Regions from separate parts of the Rattus norvegicus genome. Here all the other regions are linked to region 1. Evidence: chromatin contacts called from public Hi-C data. All regions are on one chromosome and are shown on one strand. The core of a region is the stretch at or near the end of the contact, and the rest is flanking DNA. Distances in the headings are between cores, read along the strand shown.

Region 1 (3,182 bases), core at 203-2,702:
ACGGCGGGCAGACAGTACCATGCAGGCTATTGTTCTCAGGGTCTCAGGGGCAGGAGACACCCCCCCCCCCAATCCGCCTCCCGGGCAGCATCTGCCGCTGGGCAAAGCCTTTCAGCTCCGCGCGAACAGGGCGTGCCGGGGGGGCGCTGCGGATTATCATAAAATCCTAAACGAGTCCCCTTCGGTTGTTCTAAGCTTAGAAACAAAGCTCCTAGACGAGCCAGCCCAGCCCTGTCGGGGACCCGCCACCCGAGCTCCCTGGCCCAATCCAAGGACCACGCCCAGTCAGAGTCTTAGGCCGAACAGCGACTGGCCTAGAGCTGGAGTCTTTCAGGCGAAGATTCGCCCCTCCTGCCCTACCCGCTTCATGAGGAGGACCCCTCCCCATGTCTGTCTACTCTCCTCAAACCCCAGAGGTCTCCACCCTCCCTTCATCTCCCCTCCCCTCTTCATTCTTCAGAGCAGCCTCGCCTCGGCGCCACCTGCGCGAAGCTTCAGACCCGCCTCCCACCCAATTCTCAATCCTTCTCAAACCTCCTCCCCTAGATTCGATCACCTGTCCCCACCCATCTCCCGGTTTCGGCTCAAATCCAGGCCTCTACCCCGGTTTGTCCCAGCCAGCTACCCAGGCCCGGGGCGTCGATGTCCCTCACTCGCCGAGATCGAAGCTGCGTGGCAGACTTGGCGACAGGGCTCCAGCGGAGAGACCTAGCGCCGCGCCGCTAGGGGCTGGGCAGATGCAAGAGGCCTTTGTGGTTTCAGCAGGTGCCTCAAGGGCCTCCGCTCTGCTTAGGGACAGAGGATACAGATGGTCGGGCTTTGGACCACGTTAGGCAGATATCAAGCCCGAGGCGAAAGAAAGCAAGGACAGTAAATCTAGGCAGTGGGTGGGAACCAGGGACAGCGGCGATCCAGGGACGTAGAAGAGGGCAGGTCCGGCCACCAGAGAAAATGCCCCTCACACATTCCCACCTTTTAGCCATTTACTGCACGTCGATCAGCTACGGCGGCGCGACTACTGGGTGCTAGGCGTGAACCCCTTCAACTTGGTCGCCTCCTTACTCTAGTTATTTGGAAATCTCCCCAGCACACACTAAACGCCTTAGGCGTCGCAAGGCGCCAAGCCCAGCCCCGTGGGCGTACAAAGACCCTGACTTGGCGCCCCACCTTAGTCCGGATCTCCCCGAATCCTAAACATCTCTTTCAGCAGCTGGGGGAGCCTAGGCGCATCCCAATTCCCTCCCTTTTGTGCGCCTCAGGAAGAAACTGAAAGAGGGGTGGATGCTTCAGCCTGGGAAGATCAAGCCCACCACCCTCCCCTCGCCATCACCCACTCCTCCAGGATGCTGCGATTGTGCGGGTCCGTCGGTCGGTCTCTGGGTCTCGCCGCGGCGCGGTAGCTGCGGGTGCACGGGGCGGGAGCCGCTGCTAGCGCGCTCTCTCGGTGGCTGCCTTGCGCGCCCGGAGCTGGAGTCCCGAGTGGCGAGCGGGGGTGGGGACGCGGGGTGGGGGCTGGGAGCCGCCTGGGCCAATCACGGATCCGAGGGCTCCGCCCCAGTGCTCGCCACCTCGCGCTAGCAGGTTAGGCGGAGGCGGGACCAGCAGCGCCCCGCATCCTCCGCGCGGCCGCCGCCTTTGGGACTACAAATCCCGACAGTCCTTGTTGCAGGCCCGGGGTCCAAGAGGGGACAGAGGGCATGGCCCCAGAACCTCGACAACCCCCAGCTCTCTAAGCGCCATTCTCAGCGTTCCTTTCTGGTCCCATGGTAACTAGCGACATTTCACAAAGGCCCGGCTCTGTGGCGGTATGGCTCGAGTCCCCTGGGAGGGTATGAGGCGGCTCCGGAGGACACATCGCATCCCCTCCCTCTGCAAGACCCCACCCGCAGGGGCTGAAACAATGCGGTGGCGGGGTCTCTCCGAGGCTGCGGGTCCCCACTTGCGCCATCGGGTTAACGACCTACCGAGTCTGAGACTGACGGGATTGCAGACTGTAAAGGGCGAGGGTGGTCAGTACAGGAAAACTGTTCTCATAGACCAAGGGGACGGGCACTCTGGGCGCCTCAGTTCCGCACCTGCCTTCCCTTGAGGTTTGGGAACCACTGTTTTGTCCAGCGCAGCGCTTGGACGTCTATATCCAGCCCAGATCCTATCCTATTTTTGACATCTCCTTTAAAAGCTAGTGAAACCTCTGGAAAGTGTGTGTGTGTGTGTGTGTGTGTGTGTGTGTGTTAAACTCAGTTCACATCAGCATCTCTCCATCTTTATTTCCTGGTTGCTGTTGTTTTGACTGTCTTGTTATGTAGCCTCTGCTAGCCTAGAACTTGCAGTGAACCCCCTGCCTCTGTCTCCCGAGTGGTGGGATTTCAGATGTACACCGCCGCGCCTGGTCCAGTTTCACCTTTTTTAGTACACACTTGACTTAACCACAAATAATCATGTAAATGGAGCCGGAGGACAGTCCTTTTTCCTTAACTAATCTACGGCTCAAGCCTTTCCCTGAGACTAACACAGGTCAGTCTATCATTATTGTGACAGTTTAAGTACGGCTTCAGAATTTGCCTCTCCTCACTTGACGTCACCCCAACGGTGTTGCAAACCCCGTGTTGAAATGCAACATCAATACTGCCCCCTCCCCCACTACCCTGGATTCCTGGGGATCTCCAACTGCTGTTGAAGAAGCCAGTTCTTTTCAGGGCTTCCCTCAGCTCCGGGGGTGGGGATGGGGTGTGAGTACCTTGGCTGCTTTCCTGAAGTGCTTTTCTCTAAGGCTATTTTCAAAGAAAATCGTGTTTTACAATCGTGTTTCGGGTGGAGGGAGCGGGATCCTCTGAATTTTAACCAAATGTACACCCAACTGCCCGTTAGAGGACCTCCAGTCTCCAAAGTGTGGGTCCCATTGGGCCATGTGCTCCGCGATCCATTCTGGATGCGTTTAGGGTCACACAGGCGTGCACCTAGGGGATGCAGGGTTACTCCATTTGGTCTCCAACTCTAAGAGGGGAAATTTTTTTCTGGTAGTGAGCAAGGAACTTAGGGCCATCTTCAAAACACCACTAATACTAGAGTGCTGTGTGTGTGTGTGTGTGTGTGAGAGAGAGAGAGAGAGAGAGAGAGAGAGAGAGAGAGAGAGAGAGAGAGAGAGATATGCTTCAGTTTAAGGCCCTGTCTAGTCTTCCAGA
Region 2 (3,182 bases), core at 311-2,810, 200 kb before region 1:
CCTGGGCCAAGGGACCAAAGACACAAGCCCCAGTGGGCCCAGAGGCTGAAGGAGGGTCAAAAGATGAAGGGGGCCTTGAGGACCCACTGAAAGGTAGGGTTTTTGCAGGGGCAGCACCATTCCCCCCCCCCTCTCTCTCTCTCACACACACACACACACACACACACACTTTCTTATGTCACTATAGCAGATAAAGACTTTTCAAGACAGGGAAGACATAAGGATACAAACACACAGAGACGTCAGTCCTCCTGACTGTGGGGTCCCAGAGCACCCTAGAATCCACGGTCTCTTGTGTACTTTTTTGGGCCTATCTCAAACCCCAGCTGTGTAAGCCGACCAGCTGGGTTCCTGTAGATGATCTTCTGCACACGGTGCTCCCACCCAACCCTCCAGGAGAAGAGCGGGGCAGGCAAATGTCCGGCCTATGCTTAAGCAAAGAATGAGCTACTGATGGGCTCTGTCCCCTTGGGGCTTGTGGTGCTGCCCTCTTGGCCCCATTCACACTGGCTTCTAGGCTATGGGCTGCTGCGATGCCAGAGGGAACAGAGCAGGAGGAGTGTCAGAATTATACACTAGCGGACGGGGCCAGGGAAGCCCTAGAGAAGGACAAAAGGTCTGCCTGATCCAGAGCTGGCTGGCACACAGCTGGCAGCTGGCAGGAAGGAGGGTCCATGGCCCTTGGTGTAGTTTCCCTGGGCACCGAACTGCAGACCTCCATAGGAAAGAGGGAAGAGGGAAGAGGGAAGAGGTCAGAGCTGATGGCCCTTAGGCCACCAAAGCCTGGAAAAAGTTCCACTGGGAGGTTCATATGGGCGGCACATTGATGGATGGGCCTCCATGCTGCCCTTCTCATTGCATTAAGCCCGTTGCCCACCTTCTAAAGACTTTCCCAACCATAGCTTCCAGCCCTGGCTGGGACACAGACTCTTACCTGTGGCGGCTGGCAGGCCGGGGTGAGTTCTGGGCCTGGGGTCCCCCAGGACTGAGGGCCCCACTGCCCCCTGTGTACAGGCTGTAGCCCCGAGGAGGGTAGCTGGCAGCTTCTGTGGCAATGGTCAGCAGACAGCAGAGATAGCAGCTCCAGAGGATTCTGGGGGCCATGGTGAGGTGTTCCTTGCTACCCTTAGAGACACATCTTGGTCTGACCAATGATGCCTGTACCCGTGCTTCCAGGGGATGCCGCTGCTTCAGGGGACAGCACGCTGAGCCAGCTCTGTCCCTAGCTTCCTGCCTGCAGCCCCCAGCTGCACGCCTCCTCCTTGGCTGCTGGGCCTGACCCCTCTTTCCCCCTCCTCTTTCCTCCTCAGGCTCCTGTCTGTCCCTCCCTCAGTTCCTTCCGCTCTCCTCTTCTGCACTTCTGAGGGGAGTCTGTTCTCCGGGCCCCTGGCCTCCTGTGCCTGGTCCCTGCCCCTTTCAGAAACTGCTTCCTGAGCCTCCACCCCCTGGCTCCAGCTGGCCCTCTTCTGGTCTCCCTGTTTTGTTCCCTGGTGACTGGATCCTAAAGATGACAGAGCTTTGCCCCTGTGGCTGTTGAGAGGCACAAGAGTGACTATGGTGCGGGCCAGCCTTCTCCCTCCCTCCCTTCTCTCCCCTCCCTTCCCCCTGTCTGGCTGGCGGTCCAGCCTCCCCCTTCCTCCCCCACCTCTCCAACCATCGTGAGCCACATCTGCTTCTTGTTAACTCCGGGAAAGAGGGGGGGGGGAGGAAAAACAGAGAAATGTGGAGTTGCTGCCGGGCTTGAGGCCAGCCTCTCAGACAGGCCACATGGAGCCTGGGCCAAATCTGGATAGGAGGCCCAGAGCTGGTGGCTAGGACCAGAAACCAGCCAGAGAGATCCAGATCCCCTGGGTTGGTCAGAGCGGGACTACTTGGGAGAAGATGAAGAGAGAGGGAGCCCTGAGGAGGAGGAAGGCAGGACTGTACAGCTGTGTGTGTGTGTGTGTGTGTGTGTGCGTGTGTGACTGTACAGATGTGTGTATGTGTGTGACTGTACAGACGTGTGTATGTGTGACTGTATGGTGATGATTGTGTGTGTGTGTGACTGTACAGACTTGTGTGTGTGTGTGACTGTACAGACGTGTGTGTGTGACTGTATGATGATAGTGTGTGTGTGTGTAACTGTACGATGATAGTGTGTGTATCTGTACAGATGACTGTGTGTGGCTGTACAGACTGTGTGTGTGTGACTGTACAGACGTGTGTCTGTGACTGTATGATGATAGTGTGTGTGTGTGTGTAACTGTACGATGATAGTGTGTGTATCTGTACAGATGACTGTGTGTGACTGTACAGACTGTGTGTGTGTGACTGTACAGACGTGTGTGTGTGACTGTATGATGATAGTGTGTGTGTGTGTAACTGTACGTTGATAGTGTGTGTATCTGTACAGATGACTGTGTGTGACTGTACAGACTGTGTGTGTGTGTGTCTGTACAGATGATTGTGTGACTGTACAGTCGTGTGTGTGACTGTATGATGATAGTGTGTGTGTGTGTGTAACTGTACGATGATAGTGTGTGTATCTGTACAGATGACTGTGTGTGACTGTACAGACTGTGTGTGTGTGTGTGACTGTACAGACGTGTGTGTGACTGTATGATGATAGTGTGTGTGTGTGTAACTGTACGATGACAGTGTGTGTATCTGTACAGATGACTGTGTGTGACTGTACAGACTGTGTGTGTGTCTGTCTGTCTGTACAGATGATTGTGTGACTGTACAGACGTGTGTGTGTGACTGTATGATGATAGTGTGTGTGTGTGTAACTGTACGATGATAGTGTGTGTATCTGTACAGATGACTATGTGTGACTGTATAGACTGTGTGTGTGTGTGTGTCTGTACAGATGATTGTGACTGTACAGACGTGTGTGTGATGGTATGATGATAGTGTGTGTGTGTGTGTAACTGTACGTCGATAGTGTGTGTATCTATACAGATGACTGTGTGTGACTGTACAGACTGTGTGTGTGTGTGTCTGTACAGATGATTGTGTGACTGTACAGACGTGTGTGTGTGTGACTGTATGATGATAGTGTGTGTGTGTGTAACTGTACGTTGATAGTGTGTGTATCTGTACAGATGACTGTGTGTGACTGTACAGACTGTGTGTGTGTGTGTGTCTGTACAGATGATTGTGTGACTGTACAGACGTGTGTGTGTGTGACTGTACAGACGTGT
Region 3 (3,182 bases), core at 443-2,942, 150 kb before region 1:
TTGTAGTTGAGATAGCTGGCCAGGTCCTTCAGCCACACGGAGGGGTTCCCAGTGAACACACTCTGGCTCTTGTCCAGTTCCTTCTGCAGAGCTGCCACATCCAGCTGTCAGAGCAGAGACTTCCATGGTGAATTATAAGGGAAGGGAAGTGGGACAGGGGCTGGAAAGTGGCTGAAGGAGGTTTTCTATTGAATCCCACAATTTTGCCAGATCCAGATCCTAAGAGGGCGTGAGGCAGGGACACCTGAGAATGCTATCTCAGGTTCTGTTCATGTTCAAAGGCAAGACAGGAGACGAGACCACTGCTTCTGTGGGACAGAGAACCCAAACCAGCTTTTCTAATGCCTCTATCTTGTTCTTGGGAGTTCCATCTTCCTTCTCACCTATGTTTCTGACAAACACCCACTTTCTTTCTATTCTAAGTGCAATTCTATTCTAAGTGCAAACATTCTTTCCTTCCACATTTCCATACTGTCTGGGACTTGCCTGAATGTCCCAAGTCCCTGCTTTCTCTGCACCCCAAGCCTAGGCACACTTACAGCTTTCAGTGCATCCTCCAGGCTTCGGAACGGGCCCTGCTTCTGGTTTTGGCTAGCAACAGCTGTCACCTTCTTGGGTTGCTTCTTGTTTACTGGTTTCTTAGACTCTGCAGCAGGGGGTGGAACTTGCTCTTTATTCTGCCGCTTCATGATTTTCTCAAAGCCACGCTCATAAAGAGTGCTTGTAGGCTGGATTGGCGCTGGAATGAAGACAGGCAGAAAACAGCAGGTCACCCTTAAGACCCCAGGGTTCACCGTACAGTGGTCTCTTCTTTGTAGGGGATCCTAAGTCATTTACAGGGAGATTCTGTCCCTCTCGTCTTTGGAAGCTGCTTAGAAGAACAGCCAAGCACCCTCCTGGTGTCTGATTTTAAACACCACAGGTAGGTCCCTGGCCCTTCCAGTTCTTTATTAGACAAGTCATAATACATGGGAGCCAGACCACACTTTTTCCAGCACGGTCTCCACCCCCAATTCTTCTTGGTTCTGAGATGACAACTCTATATTCAACAAGTGGCAAGCTTTCTCTCCCTCTCTTGGAGACTGGGGAGACAGGTGACACAGAAATTAATTCCTGGTTGGAGTGTATGTCTGGCCATTCCTCCCAATGCTGGCCTTCTCATCCACTCCTCAGACCTGTTGGTTACTTAAGAAGGGGTTCCATGTAGGAACCCAGGTGCCTCTGCCACACGTCTCAGATACCTGGCCAGCGAGGGCCGGGACAGCTGAGAGGGTTGTGTGCAAAGGCCTGAACTATGGAGATCGGAATTCCAGCCTCCTCCGACGCGAAAGACGGTTTCTCTGGGCCTCCGCTTCCCGACCTATGCAGTGGAAATGACCACCTCTCCTTGTGCTATCAGTCAGCGTGGCCGGGCCCTGCGGATCTGCTCCCGGCTCCCGCAGCTGCTCAGCCGCGCCCCTGACCCACAGGCCCAGGTGGGCGGCGGCGAATACTTACAGCTCAGGTCATATTTCCACACTCCATTTGCCTCTCCGAGTGCCCGGCGGTCACCGCCGCCACCTCGCCCACCGCTGCTTGCTCCAGGTCGCCGGCTCCTCTTCACCACCTCCCAGCCCCCGCTACCCGCTGCTCTGGCCGCCATGACTTCGGCTCCGCCACCTCCCGGCTTTCCGCTCGGCTCAACCTCCGCGCGGTGCCACGTCTGCTGCTGCCGCCGCCGCCGCAAGGCATCCTGGGACTCGTAGTCTGTTCTCGTCGCGCGGCGCGCGGAGGGCCTGGGGAGTGATGGCGGCGGTCAGGTCCTCCCCCTGCGGCGCAAAAATTACCCTGCACCTGCGATGCGGGCTCGGCCCTGGCTGGCTTGGAAATGAGACTATTCCCTTTTTTTTTCTTATCTTTGCAATGCTCCTGAAGGATGGAATGAAACTAGTTCTCACCTCGGGGGAGACTGAGGATTAAATGTGTTCTTCTTTCTTAGAAAGTGGTTGTCTGTTAGCGATTAAACTTCCTATTTGGCGGCCCACAAATTTAGTTGCTGAGGAGTGGAAAGATGCGGACTTCGGGGAGGAAAGTAGAGCGGCGGAGCCGAGAAAATCTGGCACAGCCGGGCCGTGTTCCCTTTCCAGGCAGCAAGGAAAGGACAGGCTTGGCTCCAGATGTTCAGCTAAGTGGTGGAGAGCCCCAGACAGCAAGATCTGACCCTAGTCTGCCTACAAAACTTGAATCATCCCTTGCTAGGGAGCATGATGGATTGTAAAACAGCACTGAAAACTTCACAGTTAAGGAAATATGTTGCTTTGTGTGCTTGAGTGAAACTCATGCTGCCACACTGCTGCACACCCCATGCCCCCACCCGCTTTTTTTTTTTTTTTTTTTTTAATAGACAGGGTTTCTCTGTGTAGCACTGGCTTCCTGGTACTCTGTACACCAGGCTGGCCTTGAACTTAAAGATCTGCCTGTCTCTGCCTCCTGAGTGCTGGGATTAAAGACATCACTGGCAAGGAGTAGTACATTTTCTTACAGGATACGTTACTCAGTTGAGGGATGCTTGAAGACCTAGGAGGATAAGGGAAGTGGATTCTGAAACAGGTGGTAGTTGAGATGACTCCTAGGGAGGGAGAATTTTCATTGGTTGGGGATCATGGCCTGTGGAGAGACTGCTTCCATTGCATGGCTTTATTAATTTAGGCAAAGGTCTAGAGTGGTAGACTATATGAGAAGACTAGAAGTAGTTTGACATGACTTCATACAATTGGAAAAGGATCTTGGCTGCTAAATCTAGACTTGTATTGTCTAGACCCTAGAAAACCGAGGGGAAAGGTGATATACCCTTAAAAAAAAAAAAAAAAAAAACCAGGGTTGAGGATTTAGTTCAGTGGTAGAGCGCTTGCCTAGCAAGTGCAAGGCCCTGGGTTCCGTCCCCAGCTCCGAAAAAAAAAAAAAAAACAAAAAAAACCAAAAAAAAACAAAAAAAAAACAGCACACAGGCCTGTGTGAAGGATGGGTCAAGAGGGAGAAAACAGGAGGGATGGCCAACCCTTTGGTCTCCTGGTGTCCTCCATCCCCTTTGTGCCAGCTACAGCTGACTGTCTTGGGGAGTTCTGAGATGGAATGTCTAGCAAGGAAGCTATCTGTGCTGATCACCAATCAGTTCCTTTTTCAGCTGTTTACCTCTCCTCAGA

What was found. A called contact is a pair of places that touch in the nucleus more often than the background predicts.
Region 2: a Hi-C map of Schwann cells shows a contact between it and region 1, with 7 times the contacts expected there. The contact joins the promoter of Emilin1 here to the promoter of Dpysl5 in region 1. A contact is called at or near these places in 6 of 12 Hi-C or Micro-C datasets (the A7r5 cell line, Schwann cells, frontal cortex and 3 more).
Region 3: a contact with region 1 is called in a Hi-C map of prefrontal cortex, with 2.3 times the contacts expected there. The contact joins the promoter of Tmem214 here to the promoter of Dpysl5 in region 1. A contact is called at or near these places in 8 of 12 Hi-C or Micro-C datasets (the A7r5 cell line, the Rat2 cell line, frontal cortex and 5 more).

The regions. Positions count from the first base shown.
Region 1 is chr6:31,377,896-31,381,077 of GRCr8, forward strand. It overlaps Dpysl5 (dihydropyrimidinase-like 5), which reads right to left and starts at 1,453. Exons shown (of 13, transcript NM_023023.1): 1 at 1,335-1,453.
Region 2 is chr6:31,182,097-31,185,278 of GRCr8, forward strand. Emilin1 (elastin microfibril interfacer 1) reads right to left here and starts at 1,561. Exons shown (of 8, transcript NM_001399395.1): 1 at 935-1,561. The coding sequence starts at 1,104.
Region 3 is chr6:31,228,689-31,231,870 of GRCr8, forward strand. It overlaps Tmem214 (transmembrane protein 214), which reads right to left and starts at 1,693. Exons shown (of 17, transcript NM_001014195.2): 1 at 1,498-1,693; 2 at 540-739; 3 at 1-104. The coding sequence starts at 1,642.